Linked DNA regions of Mus musculus: regions 1 and 3 are each linked to region 2. Evidence: chromatin contacts called from public HiChIP or PLAC-seq data. All regions are on one chromosome and are shown on one strand. Each heading gives the region's core, a stretch centred on a gene start, on an enhancer-like site or on the middle of the called end of the contact. The rest is flanking DNA. Distances are from core to core; before and after follow the strand shown. Region 1 overlaps Gm42395 (a long non-coding RNA gene). Region 2 holds the start of Magel2 (melanoma antigen, family L, 2). Region 3 has its middle 40 kb from the start of Gm42395.

Region 1 (3,087 bases), core at 307-2,806, 74 kb after region 2:
ATCTGTTGATATTCATCACTCTCATGCTACTTGTTGAAATGACAAATCTCTCCATTTATTTGTTTTGCCCCTGTGATGAGTATATTTTTTAATATTTCTTTTGTATTGTTAATCAATGTCTACATCTACGTGACTCTTAGATACTAATTTTAATTGAGATATAAGTACTCAAATTCTATGAAATATCAATTAAATTATAAGTTCAGTGAGGTTTAGTATATTCACAAAGTTTGCAATCATTCCAAATGTCTTATGCACAGACTTTTCATTATCCCAGAGACACATGTCATTCTAAGTTTTCACACCAATGTTGTATATTTCTCAGGATCATAATCAAAGTATAAAATATGCAACCTTTAGTGTTTAATGTGTTGCACACCCTTGTATCCATCCAGTGTAACTTTGGAAAGGATTTTTTGTTCCTCTCATTCACCTAGGTGCTTTTTCTCTTTAGATTATGGTGAATAGTGCCGCTATTCAGACGTCTTTTCCCCTTTGTTGTTGCTATTTAATTATGTTGCACAGTCATCATATACACACGCAGGTTTGGTGTATTTTGGTTTTATAGTATTTTGTTAAGGATTTCTGAATCTACACTTCCAATGTGTATCTGTTGTTTATGGTTTTCATTTTGTTTTATATTTGCTCAGTTCTTCCTAGGCAAAACTGATTATTTTAAAGACAGTTTCATTTTCCATTCATTGAAAAAAATTGTGAAAGATTTCTGGTAATTTTAAACATTTGTATTTTTCTCCTTGAAGATGTCTTTGGTTATTAGCTTTTAATATTTTTTAAATTAGTTATCAAAATTATTGCTTGCTGTTAATTTGTTCTAGTTTTCTAATTTTTAACAAGTTTCAGAGCTTATGTCTTACTACAAAGATTTTCTGTTTAACTAGGTTTTGTAACTTGTTCATGTCATGTCTGTATATGCTTTATATATATTTATTCTTTAAGACTCAGTGCTTATTTTCATTCTTATATTGTTTTAGTACAACTAATGGTTCACCGTTATGAAATATCACACTCTGGTTAGGTGGCTAAATAGAGAATTTATATTTTTTATTTCTTTTCTAATTTTTAATTTTTTGCACATTTTGTCATTAGTTAGCTATTGTTACTTTTGCTTTCTGAAATGCAAGATAGAGTCATTTATTTGGTATCCTAATTTTCTAAGTAAATAAACATATGTAGGATCGATGTAAATGTAGTATACCTAGGAAAAACTTGTTTTTAGCATTACTTAAATTTTGGCATTGTGTGCTTTCATTTTCATTCATCACAGAGCATTTTCTAATTCTCATTTTGCTTTCTTATTTTACATCAATTAAGACTGTGTCATTTAATTCATTCTGTATTTGTGATTCCCCTTTGCCTGCTTTTTTTGTTTCCTTGATTTCTAATTTTATGGCATTTTGTTTGTAGGATAATACTGTGTATGATTAAAATCCTTTTGAATTGATTGAAACTCATTTTGCCCTGACATATGGTGCCCCTGGACAGTGTTTTTGTGTTCATCGTGGGCAGAATGTGTGCTCTGCTGCTTCTGAGTAGAGCGCTTCGCATTTGTCTATTATGTGTAATTGGTGTGTTGTGCTGTAGGAGTGCTCTATTTCCATGCTAATTCTCTGTGCAGTTGTTCTATCCATTATTGAAAGTAGGTTATTGAAAAATTCAACAATTATGTTTGAATTGCTTATTCTCCCTTGAATTCTGTATTGCTTCACCTATTTGGACATCTATTGTTAGATGAATTTGCAACTATTTTGTGTTTGTGATAAATGGGAAATTTGCTATTGTATACTATCCATCTTTTTCTTCAATAGTAATTTTTATCTTAAAGGTTAATATTTTCAATATTGGCATAGGTTATGTTTTTCTGATTCCTTTATGTAAACTGTTTTCTCCAACTGACATATTTATATCTCATGTATAGAGCATATAATTGTTATTCTAATATTTCCTCCTTACTTTTCTTTGGGATTTACTTCCATTTAGTTAAGTAACTTATGATATAGCATTCGCACCTGCTAAGTAACTAGTTTCCTTGTATCTTATACTATCAATTCCTTCTGTAAGTATAAAATTTCTTGTGAAATAAATATTTGCTGCTGTACAATTTTATTTTTCTTGCTTTTTCTTTGATGGTATTTTTTTTTAATTTTCTTAGTGGAGCCTTTAAACATTATAATTAGCAGCTTAATTTATAACAATCTAGAGAAAATTAAAAGCAACTTAATTGAATAGTATACAAGAATCATGCCCCTTTATAGCTGTATTGCCTCCCTCTAATTTGTCTTGTTATTGTCAGACAAATTACCCCTTTGTACATTTTAATCCCATCAGCACAGACTTGTAATCATTCCTTTATGCAGTTGCCATTAAATTAGATAGGATTAAAACATAGTTACGAACAACAAATCTCTTTCTATTGACTTTTCTATTTTACTGCAATAGTTAGTGCCACTAAAGCTCTTTATGTTTAATTTTCTTTTCGTTCATTTTAATAAACCCCGGTGCTTGTTGCTTGCAGCATGGGTTTATTGAAAAATTCAATTTACCCTTTGTGTTTTCTTTTGGCTGTTATTGTTATTTTATGTCAAAGGATATCCTGCTTTCTTCTTTCTGTTTTCAACATGCATTTTCTCAATATAAGCAGTATTAATTGACAGCTGTTTTTCTCCCGTCATTCTAATTGTGAACTTCTGCAATGCTTTGTTCGTCTATGGTTTAAGTAGGCACCTGTTCATACTGCTGATGAGCTGTGTATATGGTGGTACTCTACTCTTTCGGCTTTCAGTATTTCTCTTTGTCCTCGGCTTTGACATTGTGGTTATTAGGAGTTTTTGAGATTGATGTCTCTGAGTTAATCTTACTTGAAGTTTATTATAGAGTCTAGATGGGTATATTAATGTTTTTCATCAAGCTCAGAGATATTGTTTCTTTGAATATTCTTTTTGCCTCTCTCCACCTCCTGGTCTCCTGACACTCGTTATTTTCTTGCCATAGTACTTTATGCTGTTCAGCAGGTCAATAAAGCCCTTCTCATCCTTCTGAATGCTTTTATTTTCATTTTCAGATTGTTTA
Region 2 (3,065 bases), core at 53-2,552:
ATACTGGAGTCTGAATGATTGGACCTCTGGCACCTGGAGGATGGATCATCACGACACCAGGACCTGGAGGCTTGGCCATCGGAGTAATCGAAGGTGCAGGCTGGGTCATCAAGGCAGCCTGTGGAGGTGGCTGGACCATCGGAGCTCCCGGAGCAGGCGGCTGGACCATCAGGACTCCCGGTGTCAGCTGCTGGGCCATCAGGACTCCTGGAGTTGGCTGCTGGGCTATCGGTGTCCCCGTAATGGGAACATGCGGCATTGGAGTTCCATGTGGTCCCCCATGGACCATCGGGGCTCCATGAGTGAGAGGATGCACCATCGGGTTCCCCGGTGGAGGATGGGTCATAGGGTTCCCAGGAGGAGGATGGTGACCCATCGGAGTCCCAGGAGGAGGTGGGTGGGTCATTGGGGTCCCAGGAGGAGGAGGAGGAGGAGGGGGAGGAGGAGGAGGAGGAGGGTGCGCCATCGAGGTCCCGGGAGGGTGTGTCATCGGGGTTCCTGGGGGAGGAGGATGAGCCAAAGGGGCCCCCGTGACAGAAGGATGTAGCATCAGGACTCCCGGAGTTGAAGACTGGGCCATGGGGGCTCCCGGAGGGGGCTGATGGACCATCAAGACTCCAGGAGTTGGAGGCTTGGCCATCCCCCCTCCGAGCGGTGGAGCCTGGACCATTGGGGCCCCTAGACCAGGAGGCTGGGCCAGCTGAGCCACTGGGGCAGGCAGCTGGCCCTCCGGAGCCTCCCAGGCAGGTTGAGGAGCCTGCCAAGCAGCCATGGGAGCCTGCAAGTCCACTGGAGGTGGATCCCAGGGGACAGGAGGAGCCCGGGAGGAAGCAGGCGGAGCCCGCATCAGAACCGTAGGGCGGCTATGGACTGCAGGCACTGGGGACTCCGGAGGGCTGGAATCCCCCAGATTCGTACTTAGCTGCGACATGTCCCTTGCTTGACTGGTGGTGGCCCGTCTCCGGTTGCTGCGCTTTTTCTTCCAGTGCTGAGCATGCCGACGTGGCTGTCCAGGATCCCCCTCCAGCTTGAAGGCTGAATAGGAAGCCGGTGCAGACTGGCGTGTTCCGCGGTTCTCTCCGCAGCTCTCAGCGAGCGCAGCTGGGCTCTCTCAGCAGCTCTCAGCAAGCACTACCTGGCTGGCACCGCAACTCTCAGCGAGCGCTGCCTGGCTAGCACCGCAGCTTTCAGCCAAGTGCTACTGCCTGGCTTGCTCCGCCACGCAGCTCACAGCTCTCAGCTCACAGCTCGCAGCGCAGCTCACACAGAGTGTCGGCTGGCTCTGCAGCTCTCCGCAGTAAGAAGGAGGGGGGAGGGGGCTCAATCCCGCCCCTTCCCCGCCCCCGACCACCACAAGTGGATTGTTCAGAGGGGCGTCTACCAAAGTCCCGACTGACTCAATATCCCTTCTCCTGCGGTATAGATCCTCAACTAAGCTAGTTCATACTCTTTAAGCAAGAGTTTATATAGGCAAGTGATAGGGACAGATTTACGGTTCAAAAAAAATCACTGTGCTGCATTATGAAGTGGGAATAAACCACTAGCAACATGGAACATGTCCAAAGGTGGGGGTAGTGGTGTGGTCTGAGCTCAGAAACGAAGTACATTGACGTAAGAGGGACTGGGGAGCTATTCGAGACAGCTATTACAATTTAACGAAGGTGTAGAAAAAAATGACTGTATTCAGGTATCTGTCTCGGGTGTGTGAATTTCCTGGAGTAGTTTATTCTGTCAAGTAACTGAAGGGCAGGAAGCACATGCAGGGTAAGGGGAGTTGATGAATATTTGCTAGGACATGAGTCAGTCAACCCAGGGATAACATAGGTGGTCTATTATAACTGTATTCATTACGAGGATCCGAGAATCAAGTTTGCCCATTCTTTATCAAAACATAGTAGTAGTAGTGGATACAATTGTTTAAAAGTGTGTTCAGAGGGGGGAAAATCTAAACTCATCTAGAAGAATACTGACTACATCGTAGAATCGGGTAGAGAAAAGACGAGCCAATTAGAGAGGAAAGAAAAGGAACCTTGGAAGTAAATTAACAGAAATTCACGGAGGCAGAAGTTTAAACGCGGGAAAATCAACTTCTAAAGTGGGTGAGATGAGACAATAGAGTGTGAAAGACATCCTGAAAATAACAATAATTAAAAAATGAAGCAATGTGCTGGAAATTAGTTCTAGAAAAATGGAGAGTATAAGAAAAGTTTTCTGGAAAATCAGCTAAAAAATGGACATATACCATGTTAACAAATAAAGAGGTACCCATCAAAATTACTGCATATTGGTATTCTTTCTCCCCAAAATTAAGTGGCAATCTCAGTTTAGGTCAAGTTTAGTGGTTTATAGACGGTAACTAGCATTATGATTCCTTTACAAGGAGTGGTTTGCAGCCTAGGGCAGTCGTCCAAGGTGAGGAAAGAAACCACTAGGGGGCAGAAGAGAATGTTGAAGGCTGTACCCAACTCTTAACATACCTTCAGCACATGCTCCTAAATAGTTTTGTTGTTGTTGTTCGTTTTTAACTGGTGGGCCATAAAGAAGAAATATGCCCCAGGATGACTGACCGTTTGTTAAATAATTATGGCAGAATTTGGGGCTCATATTTCAGAGACCATCCAGTCTTTGAAAGCATGTTACACCAGAGATTCATGACAATCTCTCACTTCTATGTACATGCAAAACAAGGTTGCCTTCTAAGCAGAAATGACTTTCCATAGAATGAACACTTCAATGTTGTCATGATTTTCAGTTTTATTCTTCACCTCAGGTTCATAGCCCCGATCTCTACAAGAATTGTGAAATCGGGGGAATACAATCCTTTGGGAAGAACCTAGAATAAACACAGAACCCCTTTGCTCTCTTTTATGAGATATGCCACATGGCCATTTCTAACTGTGGGTGGTTTGAGGAAAACAGGCTCGTTTTCCTCATATGTTAACTCACATAAATGAAGACATCAGATTAAGTTTTCCCACTAACCATTTCTTTTCTAGAATGGTGACAGATTTGGTTTTCAGTCTGCCAAAGTGTAGGCCATCACACATGGCAAATGGTGTTCATTA
Region 3 (2,894 bases), core at 178-2,677, 110 kb after region 2:
AATCTATTATAATCCAACATCTTACACATACTTTTTCTTGTTAGCACAAGATATGTGCTAACTTTTTGAATGAAAATATCGAAGCATCATCTAATCCTCGAATCACATCAGCAGACTGCAGTCTCTAGTAGGATGTCTTGTATCCTAATTATCTATAGATGCAAATGCAAATTGCCTTTTATTCATCTGTCAACATATGACACAGGGCCAGGATATTCTCAAATACTTTTAGTTAAAATGAGAAAACAGTATTGTTGGAGTATTCAGGTCTTGAGGCTTCGTGGAAAGTCTGAAATCTTGCACACAGACATTCTGACAAACAACCTATTTCTCAGATCATCTTTTGTCAGTGTTATCAGTACTCTTTCCAGCAGGTGTCTGTGGTTTACAGCTCTACCATGTGGGGTATCTCTCATTCTCTATCATCTTTCTTGGCCACAATAAAATAGAGAATTAAAGAGCAGTGTCTCTCTGAAGGGTAAAGGAAATATTATTGGCTCAAAGATAATTTTAAGTCTCAAATATTAATAAGAAATTCTGTCAATAAATCTCATTCAAAATGTAGTTACTTTTTATTCCAGGTGATTCTAATATTTGAATAGTAACTCTATAATTACTTTTCAGATATGCACTACTTGTATGTTGATGAAACATTGTACATCAAGTTAAGTTTAATTTATTGGAGCTAAAATAATTAGATATACATTGGTTATTTTGTACCCTGGGGTTTTTATGTGAGAAACAGTGACTGGATGCTCTTGTACTATATAGTTTATATCTCACATTCCACCCTACAAAAAGGCCATGTGTTACAAGCTTGGTCCCTAGTACATAATGCATTGGGACAGGATGCAGAGAGTAAAAGTTTGTCTCAGGAGGAAGTTTCAGTGACTGAGAGAATGTATTTAAGGGTATTTTGGAACCATGCTCACCTTATTTTTCACACCTGAATATTTCTATAGTAAATGACATTAGCCAAACATACTAGTTATTAACAGTTTCCAATATCTTCACCTTTTCACAACTCCAGTATGAATCACCATGTACAAACATTTTAGCAGATATTGTTCTCAATAAAATTTGAAATAACTAAATTTTTTCTGGAGCCAATTACATCTTTAGAATTGTTTAGATTTCTGAGGGCTTGAGAAAAATATTTTAATATTTTATTTGGGGTGGTGCCTCACAATGGATAGATTTTTCTTTTTTTCTTTTTAAATTCCTATTTCACTGATCTAATGCTATAGTAAAATATAGCACCAAATATCACATAATTGTTAATGCTACTTTCTTGTTTGCTATACCTCTGATAGAGGCTCATTACATTTCCTTGCATTTTATTCATTCCATGATCCAGGTTGAAAGGCATGCCATTATTCTGACAACAGGAACAAAAGCAGTCCCAGAAGCATATGTGGCTCTAAGGCTTATGTTCAAGTGTGACATTTGCCACTGCTCCTCATATTTCATTGCCAAAAGCATGGCACATGCCTAGGCATTGAATGGAGCAATAAAATCTAATAAAATGAGAGCCAACCATTTGTACAGAAAATGTAATTATTGCCATATGAAAGAAATATGAGAAGGAAGTTCTTCATCATGTCTTTGTATAGTATATGTAATATTATTTGCATAATGTATTCACATACTGTGTTCAACAATTTTAAATTGCATTTTTCTAAAAAGAAGCTAAAGAAATTAAGCTGGGGAATACACGGAAAGGCAGAACCATTTTGCTGGCTTTTTGCCTCCTTGCTGGAAGCAATATATCTTAATAGAACTTCTTCTGTCCTGTTGCCATGGAGATAGAACAAAATACTGCTCAACATTTAGTCACTGTTACCACCTGTTTCCCTGTTGACAAGCACTGTAGTCACTGGAGTTTGAAATGAATTAAGGTGATCCCTAATGAAGGTTTCTATAATGTATGCACAAATGTACTGATGATCAGTGATTTTAAATAATTTATAAAGCATGAGATTTCAAGACAAGCAAGTGAATGACAGACAAAGAAGCACTTAGCATATTCCTGTGAACTAATCCAAGAGCATATCTGATGCAACAGTGTTAGCTGTATTGTTGGTCTCTCCTTGCAATTCCTGTGCTCATTCCTAGAAGCATTTTCTGGCTTTGAGAAGAACACAGCTGTTGAGGACATGCTATGTGATTTGTACTGCTACAAGCAGAAACATGTAAAACTAGACCAGGGAAATTTAAAGCAGTTCTTTAGCACAAAGAAGCTTGCATGTCTGTTCATATTGACCTACCAAGAATAAACTTTGAAGGCAGATGTATGGCAAGACATGTGAAAAAAGAGATAGAGACTTCACTGGGATTAAAACATTATAATTTTATTTTTGTTGTTATTGCAACAGTACAGTTTTTTTCCTGCCCAATCTTGCCTTTACACAGAAAGGCATGTTGTTGTTGTTTTCTAGACAATGATATCTGGTAATTAACTGTCAGCTTGAGATCATTCTCTCATCAGATTCATTTTTACATAGTTGATTTGGAGTACTAATATTTAGAATTATGCTAATGTAAAAACATTCACATAAAATTTCTGGGAACAAAAATATTCCTCTTTATATTCATACATATAATATAGTATCAGCTAAATTTCACAAGTAGATTACTATTATTTGCATAAAAATGCAATCCAATATGTTTTACTCATTAATTATTATAACTACTATTGATAGTCTTACTTTATGTGTAAAGGTCTGAAATAATTTAATTGACAAAGCAGTTTCTTCTTGTGTTCTAGAAAACTAGGTTAGTTAATAGTGTCATTTCAAATATTTATTAATAATTTCACCAGATATAAGAAAAATATACAGGAGAGATAGGATATGTTTTCAAATGCTGCTGTATAAAATACCAAATGGTGTTAC

The links. HiChIP or PLAC-seq counts read pairs in DNA pulled down with a chosen protein or histone mark.
Region 1: a contact with region 2 is called in an H3K4me3 HiChIP or PLAC-seq map of embryonic forebrain, with 3 times the contacts expected there. The contact joins the enhancer-like site here to the promoter of Magel2 in region 2. A contact is called at or near these places in 2 of 39 promoter capture datasets (3T3-L1-derived adipocytes and embryonic stem cells), 4 of 115 datasets of contacts at active chromatin or transcription factors (embryonic forebrain, embryonic hindbrain, embryonic midbrain and 1 more) and 1 of 9 other capture datasets (adipose tissue).
Region 3: an H3K4me3 HiChIP or PLAC-seq map of embryonic forebrain shows a contact between it and region 2, with 5 times the contacts expected there. The contact joins the enhancer-like site here to the promoter of Magel2 in region 2. A contact is called at or near these places in 7 of 39 promoter capture datasets (the 3T3-L1 cell line, cranial neural crest, embryonic stem cells and 3 more), 1 of 484 Hi-C or Micro-C datasets (cranial neural crest), 8 of 115 datasets of contacts at active chromatin or transcription factors (embryonic basal ganglia, embryonic forebrain, embryonic hindbrain and 5 more) and 3 of 9 other capture datasets (adipose tissue, embryonic stem cells and pancreatic islet).

Annotation. Positions count from the first base shown.
Region 1 is chr7:62,301,125-62,304,211 of GRCm38.p6, reverse strand. The region is part of intron 1 of Gm42395 (a long non-coding RNA gene); the gene reads left to right. Among named protein-coding and RNA genes, the nearest start is that of Gm42395, 7.3 kb to the left of the region's middle. Within about 2 kb of position 1,556, at least 6 of the 459 cell types and tissues checked have an H3K27ac peak or open chromatin away from gene starts, as enhancers often do. A contact at or near this core is called in embryonic forebrain, where this site is marked.
Region 2 is chr7:62,375,216-62,378,280 of GRCm38.p6, reverse strand. Magel2 (melanoma antigen, family L, 2) reads right to left here and starts at 1,302. Exons shown (of 1, transcript NM_013779.2): 1 at 1-1,302. The coding sequence starts at 931. The region is part of intron 1 of Gm32061 (predicted gene, 32061); the gene reads left to right.
Region 3 is chr7:62,268,569-62,271,462 of GRCm38.p6, reverse strand. No RefSeq gene overlaps it. Among named protein-coding and RNA genes, the nearest start is that of Gm42395, 40 kb to the left of the region's middle. Within about 2 kb of position 1,427, at least 9 of the 459 cell types and tissues checked have an H3K27ac peak or open chromatin away from gene starts, as enhancers often do. A contact at or near this core is called in embryonic forebrain, where this site is marked.